Linked DNA regions of Mus musculus: regions 1 and 2 are each linked to region 3. Evidence: chromatin contacts called from public HiChIP or PLAC-seq and promoter capture Hi-C data. All regions are on one chromosome and are shown on one strand. The core of a region is the stretch at or near the end of the contact, and the rest is flanking DNA. Distances in the headings are between cores, read along the strand shown.

The links. Promoter capture Hi-C pulls out the DNA fragments that hold promoters and counts their contacts. HiChIP or PLAC-seq counts read pairs in DNA pulled down with a chosen protein or histone mark.
Region 1: a contact with region 3 is called in a promoter capture Hi-C map of hippocampal neurons, with 2.1 times the contacts expected there. The contact joins the enhancer-like site here to the promoter of Eea1 in region 3. A contact is called at or near these places in 6 of 39 promoter capture datasets (HPC-7-derived erythroid cells, embryonic stem cells, hippocampal neurons and 2 more), 5 of 115 datasets of contacts at active chromatin or transcription factors (astrocytes, embryonic limb bud, large pre-B cells and 2 more) and 1 of 9 other capture datasets (embryonic stem cells).
Region 2: a contact with region 3 is called in an H3K27ac HiChIP or PLAC-seq map of large pre-B cells, with 3 times the contacts expected there. The contact joins the enhancer-like site here to the promoter of Eea1 in region 3. A contact is called at or near these places in 2 of 39 promoter capture datasets (both in embryonic stem cells) and 4 of 115 datasets of contacts at active chromatin or transcription factors (embryonic limb bud, embryonic stem cells, large pre-B cells and 1 more).

What each region holds. Positions count from the first base shown.
Region 1 is chr10:94,989,756-94,993,027 of GRCm38.p6, reverse strand. No RefSeq gene overlaps it. Among named protein-coding and RNA genes, the nearest start is that of Gm40744, 30 kb to the right of the region's middle. Within about 2 kb of position 1,622, at least 149 of the 459 cell types and tissues checked have an H3K27ac peak or open chromatin away from gene starts, as enhancers often do. A contact at or near this core is called in astrocytes, hippocampal neurons, liver and 1 more, where this site is marked.
Region 2 is chr10:95,012,502-95,015,786 of GRCm38.p6, reverse strand. No RefSeq gene overlaps it. Among named protein-coding and RNA genes, the nearest start is that of Gm40744, 53 kb to the right of the region's middle. Within about 2 kb of position 1,681, at least 53 of the 459 cell types and tissues checked have an H3K27ac peak or open chromatin away from gene starts, as enhancers often do.
Region 3 is chr10:95,939,365-95,942,480 of GRCm38.p6, reverse strand. It overlaps Eea1 (early endosome antigen 1), which reads right to left and starts at 1,818. Exons shown (of 29, transcript NM_001001932.3): 1 at 1,509-1,818. The coding sequence starts at 1,532.

The DNA.
Region 1 (3,272 bases), core at 373-2,872, 950 kb after region 3:
TCTCCTCTCTGGCTGTCATCTCAGGCATAGCTCACTCTTATCCCTACAAATATCTCTTCAGTTATCTCCTTTCCCACAAGTTACTTCACCCAAACCAGCAAGCCAGCCCGCTTTCCCAAGCCAGGTCCCTGGCATCCAGAATGTGCCTAATAAAAACACATGTTGTAAAACTAAATGAATGAATGAATGACTTTTTTTCATGCAAAGAAGAACGAGCAAATCAAATGGGGGAGGGGCCGGAGGCTCCCAGATTTTAAAAGAATGTATTGCATTGATAGATTAGATTTTCTCTCTCTCTCTCTCTCTCTCTCTCTCTCTCTCTCTCTCTCTCTCTCTCTCTCTCTCTCTCTGTGTGTGTGTGTGTGTGTGTGTGTGTGTGTGTGTGTATGAAGCCCGGCAGGACTCTCCATTCCGAACAAGCTTTCTTTAACTGGTTTCTCAGTGGGGTAACCTCTCATTTCCCAGGAGCACCAAGAAAGGCAAATCAATATTCACTTAAGATAGCAATGTGCCCTAGAACCACAGGGGCCAAAGGGGTAGAACATCTCAAGACCGCGTCCAAGGTCAAACATAAGTGTGTCCGGAATTATCTCAGTGTAATGAGCCAGCTGGCCCCTGGTGCTTCACAAGACGGCTGGGTAAAGATTCGGGCTGGCCTCAGGCCTTGGCCCAGCAGGGAGCTGAGACGGGGGAAGGGCGCCCTCTGCCGAGGGTGAAGAAAAATACAACCTGGCAGTTGGTGAGCCCTATGCCTAGATTTCACTTCTAGAGGGCCATTTAAAACAAAAAACAAAAAAAACCTCAACCAGAGATCAAGCCAAGGAGCTGTTCCTCACAAGCCCTCTCTTAGCCCCTTCCCTTCAGCCCGGTGGCTAATTGCAGTCCTTGATCCCAAGGAGACAGTGTCCCCCCACTCCTGAGGCCTTCGTTTCTAAGAAAAAGACGGCCGATTATTACTTTTTTTGTTCCCTATTACCTTCCTCATCTTGGGCTCTAGAGCTCCGGAGCTAGGGGTCTTGGTCCTGAGAAAGATCTCAGACACTTTTGAGTAGGAGGGAACTCAGACACACCCTAAAGCCACACACACACACACACACACACACACACACACACACACACACACACACGTCAGTTGCCTGTCTATAAAACTGCGAGGCTGTATTCGACAGTCGGGAGGTTCCAACTCTCGTGGTGCCTGCCTGGTGTCCTATTTTAGACCCAGAATGCGTCCGTCCGCAGAGAGAGAACAGCGGCTAATGAGGGATCGTGAACCAACAGAAACAATGGCTGGGGACCACCTAAGCACTTTCCTCCCCCAGGGAAGGTAGAAATGGCTTTCTAAGGACCTGCGTCTCTTTATTGAATCTTGAGTGACACCTAGTGGTCCACCCGCCTCACCGTTGCCGAGGCTTCTGCTCAGAGGAGCTTTAAGTAAACTGGAGCTCATCTTTGCCTTCAAAGACCTGGGGAATCAAAGACAGCCTCGCTGAAGGTTTCTAGCACTTCCCCGCAAGCATTGTCCTACGTGATTCCGAAAGAAACGCTCTTATCTGGAGAGCTTGCTCAACTGGCACATCGTTCTAGCAGCGAATGTGTTAAGCTAGACGCTCTCCTAGGTACTGGGAACACAGATGTCCCAGTCTAGGCTCCTGCTCTCTAGAAACAGCCTAGGTTGGTGCAGAAAATGGACCCGGGTTTGGGGGAGTGTTTTATTTAAAAAACACCATAGTCCACTGGAAAAATGGAGTGTGTGTGTGTGATTTGTGGATGGAGGAGAGCAGTCACCACTTGAGCTGGGTCCTGGAGGTCAAGTAGCGTGACAGAATAAAAGTGGATTGACAGCCCACAATGTACACATCCTTCCACTCCGTTGTTCAAACAATGAACTTGAGGGCTGCTGGGAAGAGAATCTGTGGGTGTGGTTAAGATCCCCGGGTCTGCCAATCTTAAAAATCTAAAGCTTGTCCAAGGCAGGCCTCGCCCAATCAGCTGAACACTTTAAAGGGACTGGAATGTTCCTGGCAGAAGAGATTGGAGACTCAAAAGGACTCTTGTGGAGTTTTCTCTGATTGGTTGTTCATTAGGAATTTGGCTAGCCGGGAGAGAGCTGAGAGCCAAACTGTGAGAAAGTGAGTTCTGACAGTGGCCAGGGCGCTGGGAGAGAAGCCAAAGCTTGCTTTGCGAAAAACCAAGTCCCAGCTGACGCCTGAGTTTAGCTTTGCAACACCACAGAGAGAGGACTCAGGCTGTCTGTGCTGGTCTATAAAACTATGATTAACCAATTGGAGGGGATTTAAGCTGATAGCTATGCAATGTGTTCAGAAGCCACAGAAAAATGGAGGGGGTTGGCCACTTGGAGAACAAAAGCCATCTGGCCAGCAGGACCATGCAGGCAGACGACAAAGGAAAACGTAGCATTGAGAACAGGCTTTGGATGGGAGGCACAGTGTCCTTGGACAGACTGATGGCTCCCTGTACCCCTGTGTTCACAGCGTAAAATGGAGTCGTCAGTGGTTTAAACCTAGAGTTAGTGGTGTGCCTGCATAGACAGGGCTCGATACAGCTCAGGAACTATCAAGTGGTCAGAAGATGTTAGGCAACTCTAGTTGTAGCTCTTAATCCACAGACAAAGCACTGGGCTGAGAGGCCTTGGTCATGGGTTGGTTTTTTGTTTTGTTTTGTTTTGTTTTGTTTACTGGGATAGGGGGCATCTAAGACTATATATCCCTGACCCTACCTTTGTTCTTACTAAATCAGACTCTATAAGTAAGGCCCAAGGACCTGAACTCACAAAGAGCTTCCAGAACGAGAGGGTGTAACTGCACCATTGCAGTAGTTATACATCAGTAAGCAGCTGGTAGAATACAGAAAAGGCAGTAAGGGCAGGGTGTGCACATGACAGGCTTTGAGGGAGCACCGCACCGTCTAAAGGGGTGAACAGGTCACCAGAGAATGTGCTGGGATCATTCTGAGAGGTGGGTGGGGATGGGGATAATGAGTGGTGTTGTTGGGTTGTGAGAGTCCAGGAATCTTGTGGGCGTGCAGCTGGAACACCATATAGGCAGAAACACTCGAATTCAGGAACCATACTGGGACCGGAATTACAATGTGCGTGAGCACATGATGTCATAGGTGTGGAGAACAGAACTGAAAACATGTGGGCGGAGGTGTGGGCCTCTCTGGAACTGAGAACAAGCCATCAGGAAGACAGGAAAGGTGCTGAGTGGGACATGGGCCAAGGGAGACACTGGTCACCAGTGTCCCTGGCCTTG
Region 2 (3,285 bases), core at 432-2,931, 930 kb after region 3:
CCATCTACTTAATTCAGATAATAGGCCTGCCAGATGGCTACCCGGTCCTAAAGTTTTAGCTGGGCAATTCTCCATCCCCTCGGGAGACAATAAGCGTGGACACACGGGTGCTCCAGAGACCATTGGAAAGAGCTGGGAATGTGGCAGGGGAAGAGGTCAGAGGATATCCAAGGATACCAGCAGCTACCAGCCATTTGCCAGAGACTTCACTGCAAGGGAATACACTCACACTTAGAGTCAAGTGCTGTCCCTGCAAAGGAGCAACCTAGAGTCACCCTTACAGTGGGTATCCTGCTGTCTCCTAGGGTTACCTTTACAGCGGTGTCCCATTGTCTATTATGGTCACTCTTACAGTGGGTATCCATTGGCCCCTAGGGTTACCCTTACAGTGGGTGTCCCATTTTCTACCAGAGTCACCCTTACAACATGTGTCCCAGTGGCCCCTAGGGATCACCCTTACAGCAGGTGTCCCATTGTCTACTAGGGTCACCCTTACAGTAAGTATCCCATTAGCCCCCAGGGTCACCCTTATAGCAGGTGTCCCATTGGCCTCTAGGATCACCCTTACAGTAAATATCCCATTAGCCCCTAGGGTCACCCTTACAGCAGGTGTCCCATTGGCCTCTAGGATCACCCTTACAGTGGGTGTCCCATTGGCCCCTAGGGCCACCCTTACAGTGGTTGTCCAGTTGGCCTCTAAGGTCACCCTTATAGTGGGGTGTCACCCTTTCAGTGGGTGTCCCATTGGCTCTTAGGGATTGGCCCATGGAACTTAGCTGGAACAGAGATGCTGCAGGCAAAGTGTCTGAGGTGATCTCAGGAAAGCATCAATCACCCTTTTACCCAGGAGATAAACTTTGAGAAAGGCTTGGACTACAGTGTTTATATCAAGGCTACCTCTACACCCGGGGGCAGGACACCCTGACAGACAGCCCGTTTACATCACTACTTGTTCTGTTTACTGTTTTAGTGTCCATTCTGGAATGCCCTTCCTATGCCTCCCTCTGCTTACCCATCTTCCTCACAGATCACCCCCTCCAGGCAGTCTTCCCAGACCACTCAAGACCTCACTTGCCTCCCACTTCTCCAAAAGCTCCGAAGAATCATCTTCCTTGCACTGATCTATGCACGTGACTCTCACGCCTCTTGTTCAGTTTGATGGCAGGCCTGGCACCACACCTGGCTGCCCTTGCTTATCCAACCTCATTTCCTAACCCACCGTAGAACCACAGTGGGTGCCTGCTGTCTCGTTAGCATAAGTTGGGACATGCAGTCTTTAAAAACTAAGTTGGGTAGTACAGTAGAATTGGTGGAAAAATTAAAAATAAGCTTCCTCTTGAATGAACGATGAGAGGTGAGCTTTGGGGACATCATTCTGTGCCTTTAAAAAAAAAAAAAGTATAAAATGCCCCGCACTTCGGAGGCAGAGGCAGGCAGATCTTTGAGTTTAAGGCCAGTCTGGTCTACAGAGTGAGTTCCAGGATGGCCAGGGCTACAGAGAAACCCTGTCTCAAAAGAACAAATCAAAACAAAAAGTACAAAAGAAAGGGAGAAATCAGATGCAGGTTGCAAGTTCCTGGTGACATCAGCTTTGGCAGGCCCTGATGGAAAGTGACCTTGCCAGAGCCCTGCTCCCCCATTCAGTTGGAACACTTTCCACTAACGGTATTAATCTGGCCTTCAGTCTGAGGCAGAGCTGCCTGGGCCAAGCCCTCCTGCTTCAGTCCAAGTGATGAATCAGCCCCATCTCCTAATGCCCTCAAGAATTAGAAGAATCGGCGGAGGAAGAGAGAGGCACAGGGCACCATGCACACCCTCAGATGGACAATAGAAATGACGGAGGCCAAGACCTTCGGTCTCTTTCCATCTCTGGGAAGCCTTTCCATTAAAAACATTTTCTTCTTCTGTTACATCCATGTTTTTTCTTTTTGGTTTCCTCTTGTCAGCCTCAGCCCAGAGGAAACTTCTCACTCCCCACCTCCAACCACGTACTAAACACCGTTTCCTTCCAAGGGCTTCTTCGTTATTTTTTTCTTCAACTTACAGCTAGATTGCTTGGCATCAACCGAGAAAGCCTAGTAACACTCTGGCGTTCCAAAAGCAGCCCAGAAGATCAGAAGTATCCGCCGCATCTACCTCCTGGACTCGGCACGATCAAACGCTACGCTCTCTGAGAAGACATTGGGAGTAGTAGAAATGTTAAGTTTGTTTTTTCTTTTTTCTTTCTTTTTTTTTTTTTTTAATTTTAAAAAACCTAAAAAGACACCTTAAAGGAAGCAAAAGACAGACACAGCCAAGAAGCAAGCAAATCTGATATTCTCTGAGCTGAAAAACAAGAGCCAAGGGAATTCTATTCTTAGCAGAGACTTAGCCAGCTCCATTCTCCAGGGGTGGGGTGGGTTGCAAAGAAGGCTACAGTGCCCTCTGTCTGGGACCTGTCAGCATGTAGCCTGGGGGCTTGGATTCATTCTCTCTCTCTCTCTCTCTCTCTCTCTCTCTCTCTCTCTCTCTCCCTCCCTCCCTCCCTCCCTCCCTCCCTCCCTGTCTCTCTCTCCCTCCCTCCCTGTCTCTCTCTCCCTCTCTCTGTTTTTTTTCTGTTCTCTCTCTATATATTCTTCTTTTTTTCTCTCTTCCAAATGGAGTTTATTTGTTTAACAGTCCTGGAACTCAATCCACAGACCAGGCTAGCCTTGAACTCACAGAGATCCACTTGCCTGTCTCTGTATTCCTCATGCTGGGACCAAAGGCGTATGCTACCACACCTGGCTTAGCTAAGGTTTTTCATTCATGGTTTTTTGTTAGTCATTGTACAACCTTTGCAATGTCTGATTATCTAAAAAGAACATGAGAGCAGGGAGCTCAGTTGACTTCACCACAGTTGTACAGTTTGGAAATGGCATCAGTAAAGATGCTAACTAACCCAGGTTCCCTTTTCTTAGCCTGTGTCTTTATAGTTCGTCTTTCCGTATCAGATTTATGTTGTTTCATGCTCAAAGGCTTTGACAGCCAGATCTGTCTAACACAGAGGTTGGTTCTCAAAGCTGAACACCATAGGCCTCCTAAAGATGTGTTCTACTATGTTTGGATACATGTCTCCCAAAGACTGGCATGCTAAAGGCTTAGTCCCCAGGCAGTGCTATCACTAGGAGATGGTGGGACCTCTAAGAGGCAAATTCTTCTAAAAGAAAGCTGGGCTTTTGTGGAATTGCCTTTAGCCAGCCTGGCACAAACAAAGATCTTCTAAAAAGAAGACAGCCTCACCTTTCTTTGGTTATCACACTATGG
Region 3 (3,116 bases), core at 569-3,068:
GATGTATTCAAATATGATGATTCAATAATATATTTCAGCAATAACCACAGTAAATACCATGTTTCCATTTTGACAGAAACTTCTAGATCAGATAAACAAACAACAATACGAAGAATGATCGTCATACAATCCCAGGTCTTCAGAACTGAAAAACCCATGTTTTTTGAAAGCCAAACTGTTGCCACCAGAAGCAACTCCCAAATCAGAAAACATTGTTGATAAACTTAAAAGCAAACCACAAACTCCTTTTCTCTTGGGTAACTGTATGGGGGGGGAGGGGGTGCACTCACGTGTGCGTGTGTAACCTGAGGTTAAGGTAATCAGTTCTCTTAAGCAAATCAAGCCATCAATCATGCACAGAAGCCTTTGCTGTTGAACAAAGCAGCTGATGGGGAGAGTAAAGGGTATGCCCTTGCTTGCTACCAAGGTTCAGCTCTATCAAAGTTTCAAAAAAACTACCAAAAACGATTGCAAAAGGAAAAAAAAAAAAATCCAATGTCCCCACAGAGGGCCAGAGCAGACGTTAACTATGTTTCCTCTGATGTATGACCAGATGACTTCAATGTTTCACAGAAGCTGTCTAAACAGAATCTTCCCTTCCTGTGTACTGGCTGACTCAACCCTCCTTGGCACATTTCTTAACTAAATGCTACACATTCAGTAAGTTCTTGTCCTTTGAACTAATTCTCCTACTCTCTAGGTAACATCTCTTTACATTAACCAGCTGCAGAAGGGAGCGAATGGAAGCTATCCAAAACACTTGAGTAGGCAACTCTTATTAGAAGCGATTTTAATTATGTTATTCTAGGAACTGGTACCTAAACAAAACATCTACGGCTTTCCAACGCTCTTACCTTTTTACCCTCAAGATTTCCCAGATTTTACATTGAGATAGCCCTGGTGGAAACTAAACTGGAGTGTATCTGCCGTTTGAGCCATTTAGTCCTGGATAACTAAAATGAGGTTCTGGGTCTTGGAGAGGAAAATGCACTTGTAATTCTTAAAAGAAACTTTCCAACAGTGAGTAATATCTTCCTTCTCCACCGACTTTGGCAGTTCAGCGTCTTCAAGTCCCAGGACTAGGCCGGGTCTCCCATGACCCTCCTGTACCGTGCAGATAGATGAGTAAGGAGGCAGACAGGCAGGTGCGTGTCGTGGGAAGGTGGTGGCACGCTGGGGCAGGGAAGGGCCCCGCAGCCGCCCGCAGCCGAGCACCCACGGGCGCGGAGCCGGGAGCGGGGAGCGGGGAGGGGCGCGCGCGGGCACCACACCCTCCAGCCCGTGGTGACAGCCCCGAGCGCGGGAGCCGAGGCTGGAGGCCCTCCGGGCTCCGGCCTGCGCCCCGCCCCACCCGCAGCCCGGCTCCGGCAGGACCAGCAGGCCTCGGCGCACGCTGTCACCGGGCCTAGCGGAGCTCTGAGCGCCCCCGCCCTCCAGCCCGGGCTGCCCCGCGGCCGGGCTCGGACGCTCGCGCTCACGTGCTGCCGGAAGGACGGTTTCACTCTTACCCTCTGCAAGATCCTTCGAAACATGGTTTGGCCGGCCGCCGCCGCCGCCGTCACCGCCGCCGCCGCCGCGGGGACTCTCCGCGCCCTTATGCGGGTTACTCACGACTGGAGGGCGCGAGGGGCCGGCAGCCGAGCCGGGAGGGAGGAGGGCGGGGAAGAGGCGGCGGTGGACGCGGCTTTGGCGGCCCCGACTTCCCCACAGGCGGCGAGAGGCTCACGAGCACGAGCCAGCGAGGAGGGAGCCAGCGAGCGCCCGCCTGCCGGGCCGCCCCCGTAACTGACAGCTGGGCGGGCCCGCCCGCCCGGGGCCGAGGGGCGGAGCCGCTGCAGCCCCGCCTCCTCGGCCTGTCCATCCGCGGGGAGGGCGGGGCCGGAGGGAGGGCCGGCCCGAGGCTTCGACCAATCGGAAGCGGGGCTAGTGTGAGAGACAGGCCACAGGAAGCTGGTGCCTTGGCTTCTTCCGCCGAGAGCTTGGACCTTGGGTGCCGGACCCTGCTCGGGAATGTTGAGGGTTGCCTGGTGTTCTGATGGAGAAGATGCGTGGGGACCTCACGGGTCCCGCCTGGAGGTGTCCCCCACACGGGGATGGAAGAACAGGTTTTAGAGCTAACTTCAGCTGAGCCCCAGCCTAGGATGGAAGTTTGCTAGCGCTCTTAGTGCAGCAACCCCGAGCCGGATCCTCCTCTTGGCTGGAAAGGCTGATTCGACCTCTAAACTCCAAGCCATTGTGGACCCGAGAAACCAAGGCTTACTTAACTGTGTTGGGCTTCCCCCTGCTTTTCCATACCCAGGTTACCCGCTTCCTTCCTGCTTCTGATTGCAATCAGAGCAACAATAAAACATGGGAGGAGGCTGGGTTTGGGATTAACTAGAGAAGTTTGGGTTTATCCTTTTGTGACAGGGCAAAGGTTTCTTCATCTTATTTCAGCTGGAGCCATCCTTGTTTTAAGCTGAAACACACACACTTTTACTAGCCCTTCCGTGGGAAAGCACCTAACTATGTTCTAAAAGCAAGGGGTAGAAATACCCCAGCTAACTTCGTGTCCTTGGCTTCTGTTTAACCACTTGCTTGCTTCCTCCTTCAACTGCCAGCTAGGATGTGAGTTTTCTGTGTTCTTTGTCTCTAGAAACTCTCTGTAATGTGCATTCGGGGTTGCTCTGTTATAAGTGTTTCTCTCCCAGGCAATTCCAGTGCTTGGGAGGCCTCTGCCAGGTTCTAGATGACTAAACTGCACAAGGTGAAACTTGGGATACTGACAGTACCTAGTGACCTGGGAGCTGAGAGAGCAATCAGAAAGGCTGGGAACTGGGGATGCCTAGATTGTGGGGTGGGGGAAAGCATTGAATACCTCAGGTAAGGTTTCTCTATCTGTAGCTAATAATCCTAGGGACTTGTGGAAAAGCTAAATGCAGTGTCAGTTTCTGAGTCGGTGGGGCCTCCAGGACGCTGTTAGGTCAGGATTGTGGGGGTGGGGGGGCTACCAGATTTGAGAACTTTGTCCTATTTTTGTATTGTGTAGATTGCTTGTGCTGTTCATTGTTCTTGAGAAATTTAAAATCATGGGTCAAAATTCTTCTACCCAGAAAACCCCTTGAATCTGATGAACT